Regions from separate parts of the Mus musculus genome. Here regions 1 and 2 are each linked to region 3. The links are chromatin contacts, called in public Hi-C and HiChIP or PLAC-seq maps. All regions are on one chromosome and are shown on one strand. Each heading gives the region's core, a stretch centred on a gene start, on an enhancer-like site or on the middle of the called end of the contact. The rest is flanking DNA. Distances are from core to core; before and after follow the strand shown.

Region 1 (2,700 bases), core at 63-2,562, 300 kb before region 3:
TTACTAGAAAGACAGTTCACGCGTGTTACTCCAGAGGCCTCAGTGCCCGCGGGGAATTCCCTGAGGTCTGACCCAGCCTGAGGGCTGGGCTCTGTTTACCACTAGGCCTGCAGTTGCACTAGGCTGTCTGTGCTGCATGGCAGAGATAGGCTGATCACCTCTGGTCTCTGCAGAGTTCTCTGTTCTCCACTAGCTTTCCCACCCCGCACGTGTTTGGGAAGGACTTGTCAGCTGTCGGTCTACTCCTTTGTATGACGAGGGCTGAAAGCACTGGGTAAAAAGTGAGCGTCACGGGCCAGAGGGATGGCTTAGTAGGTGAAGCTGTCTGTCCCCAAGCCTGATGACCCGCGTTGGATCTCTGGGACTCACACCTTTCAACCTTCCCAGGTATGGCATGGTGCATACCCCTCATCCGGGCATTCACACAAATAAATAGTAGATGTTTCAAAATGCATTTTAGAAGCCACATGCAGGATAAAATAAGCATGTGCTTAAACAGAGCCAACAACCACACCTTTCTTAGACTTGAAAAAAAGCTCAAATACCTCACAAGGCAGGTGACCCTGCTCTAAGTCCTCCTCAAAGCTCTGAACTCAGAGTAACTGCAAATCCCTCCCTGCCTCAGCCTCACTGTCTTTAGGTTTTGTGGTATTAAGAGTCAGTGATGGAGAAAGAGTTTCAGTAGCTATTTAGCGTCAGTTGTTTCTTGACGACTAGTAGGCACCCACCCTGAACTAAAATGTGAGCTTGACCATGCAGGTATGTTTCTCCAGGGCGCCAGCCCACATTCCCCTAGAGTACCGAATACCACTTGAATCCTTAGAAAGTAGCTGAAAGATGCATTCCTAGATTTATACACCTGTGGCCTATGGAGAATGCATAATTTGTCTGCATTTTCCTTCCACCACCCCCACCCCTCCGCGCGCACCTCTTGTTTCACCCCCAACGTTTCCTGTGCATGCAATGTAAGACCCACCTGTAAAACCGAAGGGCAACCTCTGGCTGGTCAGAATAAAAGTGGTTGCTTCCAATGCAGGCGATGGCTTCCACGTGAGTATTGTCTTGTTTTAGAACTTCTTTGTAGTACTCTGCTGCAGATGAACTGTTATTCATTTCCTGTTCCACATCCAGAGAGAAGAGCGACACTTTAGTCACACTGGACAAGGACCTGCTTGCTTTTTTTTTTGACCCATTTAAGTTCATTCATTCAACAAATATTTACTCCCAGCCTGCCATATGTCAGACTCTGTTCTAGACGGTAAGGGACAGAATACAAACGAAAGCATGAGGTCATCGTCCTCAAGGAGGTGACAGCTGGTGGAGAAGCTAACAAATGACTCAGTGAGGGACATAAGGTCAGGGAAGGATGCACAAGCAATGTAAAGAGCGGAGAGCAAGACAGGCAGGGCTGCTTGTTAGTGGTCACCTTGGGAGAGGCCCTGTCTGACAGAGATGCAAATGAAATGGGGTGTCGGAGCCTGCATCTGCGGGGACAGTCGCACTTGGCAGAGAGACCAAACCACATGAGCCTAAATGAAAACACTTACAAGAAACATTCCCAAGTGAGCCTGGGAAGGAGGCAGTGCCCGGGAATGCAGAGGCAGCCAGGACCCTTTCACCTGGGAAAAGGGACAGTGCCCAGAGGCACAGCGCAATCATACTACATCGTGTTTGAGAAATCACCTGGTGGCTGACTGAAGGGCATTCCAGATATGGAAGACAAGACGTAAGAAGAGCCAGGTCTAGAGAAGAAATGAAAGCAACCCAGACCAAGTTTAGAAATACATAATAGGTAAAAACCACAGCAGCCTCCGTAGTTACTGTATACATCTGTAAAAATGGTGGTGATCATAGATAAAGGTCCCTAATAGCTCTGACTTACCATAATTAGGTTTGCAGAAAGGAGCCAATGCAAATGACTCTTTAGATGACCTTTATTAGGGGAGAAGTCATGGTGACGAGGGACAGTTGAGGGAAAGCCACTACTGGGCGAGCATCGGGAGAGACTGCATCATCCAGAGGCAATGTCATGCGGTACTAAAGGGAAGCCTTCAGATTCCCGCAGGGAGCTCCATCAGGAGAAATGCCCAACACGCACAGCGCCACCGAGGGGCCTGGAGGAGAAGCAGCTCCAGTTTCCAAGGACTAACGTGGTTCCTGACTCCTGCAGGTTCTTGGAGCAGGATGTGGTGGGCGAACTCCATTGCTTGAGACCTAAGCTGGCCTGGCCTGCACTCCAGGTGACAAAAGGGAAGGCACTAGATAAAAGTGTATGATTTGTGGCTGTCCTGAGTCTAGGAACTGGGGGTGGGGAGCAGGGGGGAGGACCGGGCTTGCTCAATAGCAGCGAGTGGAAGGAAGGGGACTGAATTCTCTGTCAGTGCAGTACAGGTCACTTTGTCAGCTCTGCCCGAGAGCTGAGAAGGGTGTGGCCTGAGTTCCAGGGCGGGACAGCTAGTGAGCCTGTGATCTAACACTAATTTTATTAAAATCTGAGGTATAATCTCACCGTGTTGTCCAATCTGGGCTTGACCCAGGGCTTGAGCTAACCCCCCTCCCTCAGCTTCCTAAGTAGCTGGACTGCAGGCAAATCACATCTGCCTCAACAGATATTATTAATAAATGATACCGCTGCTTAAATCCTCTCATGGTCCACCCATCCATTCTCCATGAAACTTTGCTTATGTCTAACTTCACACA
Region 2 (2,700 bases), core at 18-2,517, 430 kb after region 3:
TAGTACTATGTCCAATTTTCTGAGGAACTGCCAGACTGATTTCCAGAGTGGTTGTACAAGCTTGCAATCCCACCAACAATGGAGGAGTGTTCCTCTTTCTCCACATCCTCGCCAGCATCTGCTGTCACATGAATTTTTGATCTTAGCCATTCTGACTGGAGTGAAGTGGAATCTCAGGGTTGTTTTGATTTGCATTTCCCTGATGATTAAGGATGTTGAACATTTTTTCAGGTGCTTCTCAGCCATTCAGTATTGATTTGAAGTTTTTATGCACTCAAAATATAAATTATCAGCGAGCCTGTCCTGAGTATCTACTGTGTGGTAGGACAGTGGCTGTTGTGTTACAACAGCGATGTGAGCTCTTGTCAGTGAGAGATGGACACTGCTGCAGATCCCTAATCCTCTCAGAGGAACATTAAGACATGAGGATGAGCCATGGCCACAGGCAGGCAGTCAAGACTTACTGCTTTTCTCTCCTTTTTTTTCTTTTCTTTAATTAGGTATTTTCTTCATTTACATTTCCAATGCTATCCCAAAAGTCCCCCCCTCCTCCCCCCCACTCCCACTTCTTGGCCCTGGCATTCCCCTGTACTGAGGCATATAAAGTTTGCAAGACCAATGGGCCTCTCTTTCCAATGATGGCAGACTAGGCCATCTTTTGCTACATATGCAACTAGAGACATGAGCTCTGAGGGTACTGGTTAGTTCATATTGTTGTTCCATCTATAGGATTGCAGACCCCTTCAGCTCCATGGGTACTTTCTCTAGCTCCTCCATTGGGGGCCCTGTGATCTATCCAATAGCTGACTGTGAGCATCCACTTCTGTGTTTGCTAGGCCCCGGCATAGCCTCACAAGAGACAGCTATATCTGGGTCCTTTCAGCAAAATCTTGCTGGCATATGCAATAGTGTCTGCATTTGGTGGCTGATTATGGGATGGATCCCCGGGTATGGCAGTCTCTAGATGGTTCATCCTTTCGTCTCAGCTCCAAACTTTGTCTCTGTAGCTCCTTCCATGGGTGTTTTGCTTTCCTCTACTTTTCCACAATATAACTGACTGTTTTTATCTGGGAACTTTTTATTTTTAAATGTTGGTCCATTTAACTAATGTGATTAAATGCAGATGGATCTCTTAGATTTCTGATATGGTACATGTTCACAAACTATTTCCTGTGAATGATGATAATCTGTCTCATTTTAGTCTCTGGTTAGTCACATGCAGTGGGGAGGCGTTCTTTAGATAAGATCTTTATCACACCTAGACTTAGGCTCCTCTGTAGACTACAGGACTGGAGGCCCCGAGGTTCCCTTTCACCACAGAAACCACCCCCTCAGGATTCTGAATCGAAGAGAACAAAGTGTGCTTCCTTCTCACTTCCTCACCAAGAGCCTGCTCTTGTGTTCTTGCAGATCATTCCGTTCCTCTGCATAAACAAACTCCTTCTAACCATTCCCTGGTAAAGAACTTGCTTTTTACTGTGTCTATATATTAGAATTATTTAAGTGGTTCTCATACCTGTTTGTTCTCCAAATGTCCAGTGTAGGATTTGTACACATTATAATTCTAATATTTATTGCATGAATGCATATTAATCTCTGGAATAAATGCCTTTCTTTGAAAAAATAGTTTTTATATATATGAGTATTTGGCTGTGTATCTGTATGTGCACCACATATATGCCTGCTGTCCACGGAGGCCAGAAGAGGGCCCTGGATCGCCTGGAACTGAAGTTAGAGATGACGTTGGCCACTACAGTGTGCAGGGAATGACTGGCCCTCGAGAGAGCACCGAGTGCTCTTCATGTTGGATTGTCTCTCCAGCCCCATACATGACTTTTTGAAAAGTATTCCCTAAATACTTTTTAAAAACTTGAAAGTGTTAAAAGTTATTTTGCTTTACAAAAGTATAAATTCTATGACAGCAGTTTTTAAAGTTTGGAAACTAGCTCATCAGATAAATGAAATGTAGTGCTTTAATGATTCAGTTCATCTTACGTTTGAAAACTTTCATTTCAGACATTTTGAATTTTTGTTTTGCAGATTTGGAATGAAAGGCCGTTTGACGCCAACTATATAAAGGTCTGTGAAACAAATCTCTCTTTGCTTATGCTTTCATACAAAGAAATTTGGAGAACAGTTAGATTAGAAATCTTATTTTTTGACAGCATAGTTAATTTGCTAGAATTTGCTAGATGTGACATAAAATATGTCTATGCTCCTGATATTGAAGAATATGTATGTAATTCTTCATAGGTCCTGAATGGCCTATATCTGAAGAGTTGGGTTGAATGTTTTTTTCTTTTTTGGAGTAGGGTAGGGTTTGGCTAACAGTGGAATTCATGCTTACTAGTTCTATCTTCAGCATCAAAAGAAAAAAAAAAAAAAAGAAAGCATTAGGTAGGCATAGTTCTACACACCTTTAATTCTAGTCCCTGGGAGGCAGAGCTGGGATTCTGAGGTTTTGAGGCCAGCCTGGTCTCCAGAGTGCAGTCAGTGCTGTAGAGAGCGACCTGACCCCAACAAGCTAGCGTGTATATGCACTGATGAGTACATGTGTATGTGCACGACCTTAGTTTTAGAATTCTGATAGACATTAGAACCATTGGATTATTTTGGATTTTAAAGACTTAAGAAATTTAACTTTATTCGTTATCATATTTCTGATATTTTTGAAATACTTATGACATTGTTGGAGTGTGT
Region 3 (2,700 bases), core at 11-2,510:
CACATCATGGCGTGGCTGATTCATTTCACAGAGGCAGAGACTCTTCCCTTTTGCTTGCAGTGTAGAGATAGAAGTTGTTTAATATATGTATTATATATGTATATAATATATAAATTATATAAAGTATATCTTATATATGTAATATATATTATATACAATACTTATATAATATATACTATGTTATATATTCATACACTCTTATAAATATTTCTTAATTATATGTTTTGTAAATATATCATTTATATATTATTTAAATAATGTTTATACATAATATATAATATACATATATGTGTACACGCACACACACACACATATAAAATGTTAAGACAGTGTAGTCTGTGATGGACTGGAGCGTACTCTGTAGACCAGGCTGGGCTTGAATTCCTTGAGACCTGCCTGCCTCTGCCTTCTGAGTGCTGGGGTTATAAGTAAGGCTTCCACCACCATGCCCGATTTAAATTATGCCTTTAAAGGAGACTCCTGGGTATAAATTTAGTAAGAAGAGAGCACATGAGACAAGATAAAGTGATCTTTTATTTGAAATTCATTTTTAAAAACTAAACCCCAGGTGGGTCTTTTTGGAGTGACAGCCGAGAGAACTTTCTATATCTCTGCTCTAGTCGTAGTAAGTGAGATTATGTCCAGGAAAGGGGAGGGTAAAGGCCACTCTGCAAGCCTGGGTTGGATAGAGATTGCAGAGAACATTTGATGGATTCTTTGGTTGCATTAGTGGCATCACCTGGGGATTTCTGTCAAATCTCAAACATTCTAAAGGCTCATTGCATGTAAACCACACAGTCACATTTACTTCTGCACACCATGCAGTAAGTCATTGTGTTAATTCCTTTGGTTTGTCCCCCAAAGCCATGGTGAAGGGGTAGGTGGGGAGTGTGAGGCCAGCAGAGAGGGGAGGTGAAAGGTAGGAATTGTAACCACCAAATCTCTGTTGTGTCCTCTGAGATCATAGAGCGAGCGGCTGCTTACTGCTGCACCCTGGTGGTGAGACAGGAGAATAAACTCTCTGCTCTGCCAGGCAACGAGGACTGAGACTCACAGGTCAGGCCAGATCAGTCCGAGGTTCATAGGAAAATTCACAGAAGTGGTTATCTCAGCATTTTCTGCAGGAACCTGAATGGTGCATGGGTGGTAAGGTGCCAGATGTGGGGCTTAGAGACGAAGCAAGCGTGAATACTGCCTGAGAATGTGGCTGTGAGGCGAGGTGAAAGGGTGAGTTAGCAAAGCACTCTACATTTCCCAGCATGCTTATCTACCACCCTCTTCCTGGACTGGTAGCTGGATTGAGATGGGAAGTTTATAGAGCCAGCAGAGGGGCACTGCCAAGTGCAACAGCGCCACCTGGAGGCTGTCTTTAGATCATCGCATGTGTATAGGAATCAGGTTTTAAACCATTAAGATTGGTGATGTGTGCTCACAAAATTAAAGCACCTTGAATAATTTGAAGTTCATGAACAGTTTTCAATATATTGACGATTAAGCTGTGGATAATAATATATCAAGAATGCGTGCATAAACGTGTGTGTTTGTGTGTGTGCCCGCGTGCCCCTGCGTGTGTATTCCTTATTGAAGCAGGACCAGTTTTATTTCTGGACCTTTACCTACTAAGCTATTTTACTACCCTTGGTTTTTAAACTGTACATTATTTTAGTTGTGAGATATGAATAATACCCACTTGAGCATGCACTTGAATTTTAAATTTTCACTTTTTAGTAAGGTACACATATTAGTGCTATGAAAAGGTATCAGATCACGTGGAAGTGATGGACATCGAGTGACTGATCTTTTTACTGCATTAGTTACTTTTCTGTTACCATAACAACACACCACGACTAAGGCAGCTTTTAAGGAAAGCATTTCACTGGGCTTAGAGTTTCAGGAGGTTAGAGTTCATGACTGCCATGCAGGGAACGCAGCAGCAGCAGGCAGGTGGTGCTGCAGCAGTAGCTGAAAGCTCACATCTTGCTCCACACGTAGGAGGCAGGGGGAGCTAACCTCGAAAAGCCTGTCCCCAGTGAGACGCCTCCTCCAGCAAGGCCACACCTCCTCATCCTTCACAAACAGTTGCCTTACTCACAGTATTTTATCATAGTGACAGAAAAGTAACAAAAAGAGTTGATGATGGCAGAGGAAAGGCAGGATGGCAAGAATAGCTGAGAGCTCTTGATGTACGAGTGCGAATGACACTGAGCCTTTTGAAACCTCAAGCTCAACAGACTCCTCCCCGCCTCTGCAAAACAGCATCTCCAATAAGGCCACACCTCTCAATCCTTCCTAAAAAGTTCCGTGAACTGGGGACCAAGTAGTCAACATAAGCCTCTAGGGGCCATTCACATTCTCATTCAAACCACTACATTTACAGTATTTTTCATGTAGAGTTAAAAAATGTAAAAAGAATTTTGGTAAATCTTAGAAATATCTATCTATGCATCACTCAAATTGTATATATTGTATGTAATATAATTTAAATTTTTGTTTATATAAAATATACACATTAATATTATAGTATATATTACATATATACACCTAATTTTAAATAACATCATAAGGGTATTAATGCTAATTACCAGACATGAGAAATACAAAGTTGGTCAGGGACAATTTATGAGATCACCAAACAACATAGGCTATTGTCATTGCCCTTGCTCTTGATTTCCTCCTAGAACTTGAATGTAAGTCCCTATT

What was found. A called contact is a pair of places that touch in the nucleus more often than the background predicts. HiChIP or PLAC-seq counts read pairs in DNA pulled down with a chosen protein or histone mark.
Region 1: a Hi-C map of the N1E-115 cell line shows a contact between it and region 3, with 10 times the contacts expected there. The contact joins two enhancer-like sites. A contact is called at or near these places in 3 of 484 Hi-C or Micro-C datasets (the HL-1 cell line, the N1E-115 cell line and group 2 innate lymphoid cells) and 2 of 9 other capture datasets (adipose tissue and liver).
Region 2: an H3K4me3 HiChIP or PLAC-seq map of bone marrow-derived macrophages shows a contact between it and region 3, with 6 times the contacts expected there. The contact joins two enhancer-like sites. A contact is called at or near these places in 11 of 115 datasets of contacts at active chromatin or transcription factors (CD8 T cells, astrocytes, bone marrow-derived macrophages and 6 more).

What each region holds. Positions count from the first base shown.
Region 1 is chr12:98,973,058-98,975,757 of GRCm38.p6, reverse strand. It overlaps Ttc8 (tetratricopeptide repeat domain 8), which reads right to left. Exons shown (of 14, transcript NM_029553.4): 10 at 977-1,116. Among named protein-coding and RNA genes, the nearest start is that of Gm40554, 50 kb to the left of the region's middle. Within about 2 kb of position 1,312, at least 27 of the 459 cell types and tissues checked have an H3K27ac peak or open chromatin away from gene starts, as enhancers often do. A contact at or near this core is called in the N1E-115 cell line, where this site is marked.
Region 2 is chr12:98,245,633-98,248,332 of GRCm38.p6, reverse strand. It overlaps Galc (galactosylceramidase), which reads left to right. Exons shown (of 17, transcript NM_008079.4): 6 at 2,041-2,079. Among named protein-coding and RNA genes, the nearest start is that of Galc, 12 kb to the left of the region's middle. Within about 2 kb of position 1,267, at least 30 of the 459 cell types and tissues checked have an H3K27ac peak or open chromatin away from gene starts, as enhancers often do. A contact at or near this core is called in bone marrow-derived macrophages, where this site is marked.
Region 3 is chr12:98,673,356-98,676,055 of GRCm38.p6, reverse strand. No RefSeq gene overlaps it. Among named protein-coding and RNA genes, the nearest start is that of Spata7, 47 kb to the right of the region's middle. Within about 2 kb of position 1,260, at least 156 of the 459 cell types and tissues checked have an H3K27ac peak or open chromatin away from gene starts, as enhancers often do. A contact at or near this core is called in the N1E-115 cell line and bone marrow-derived macrophages, where this site is marked.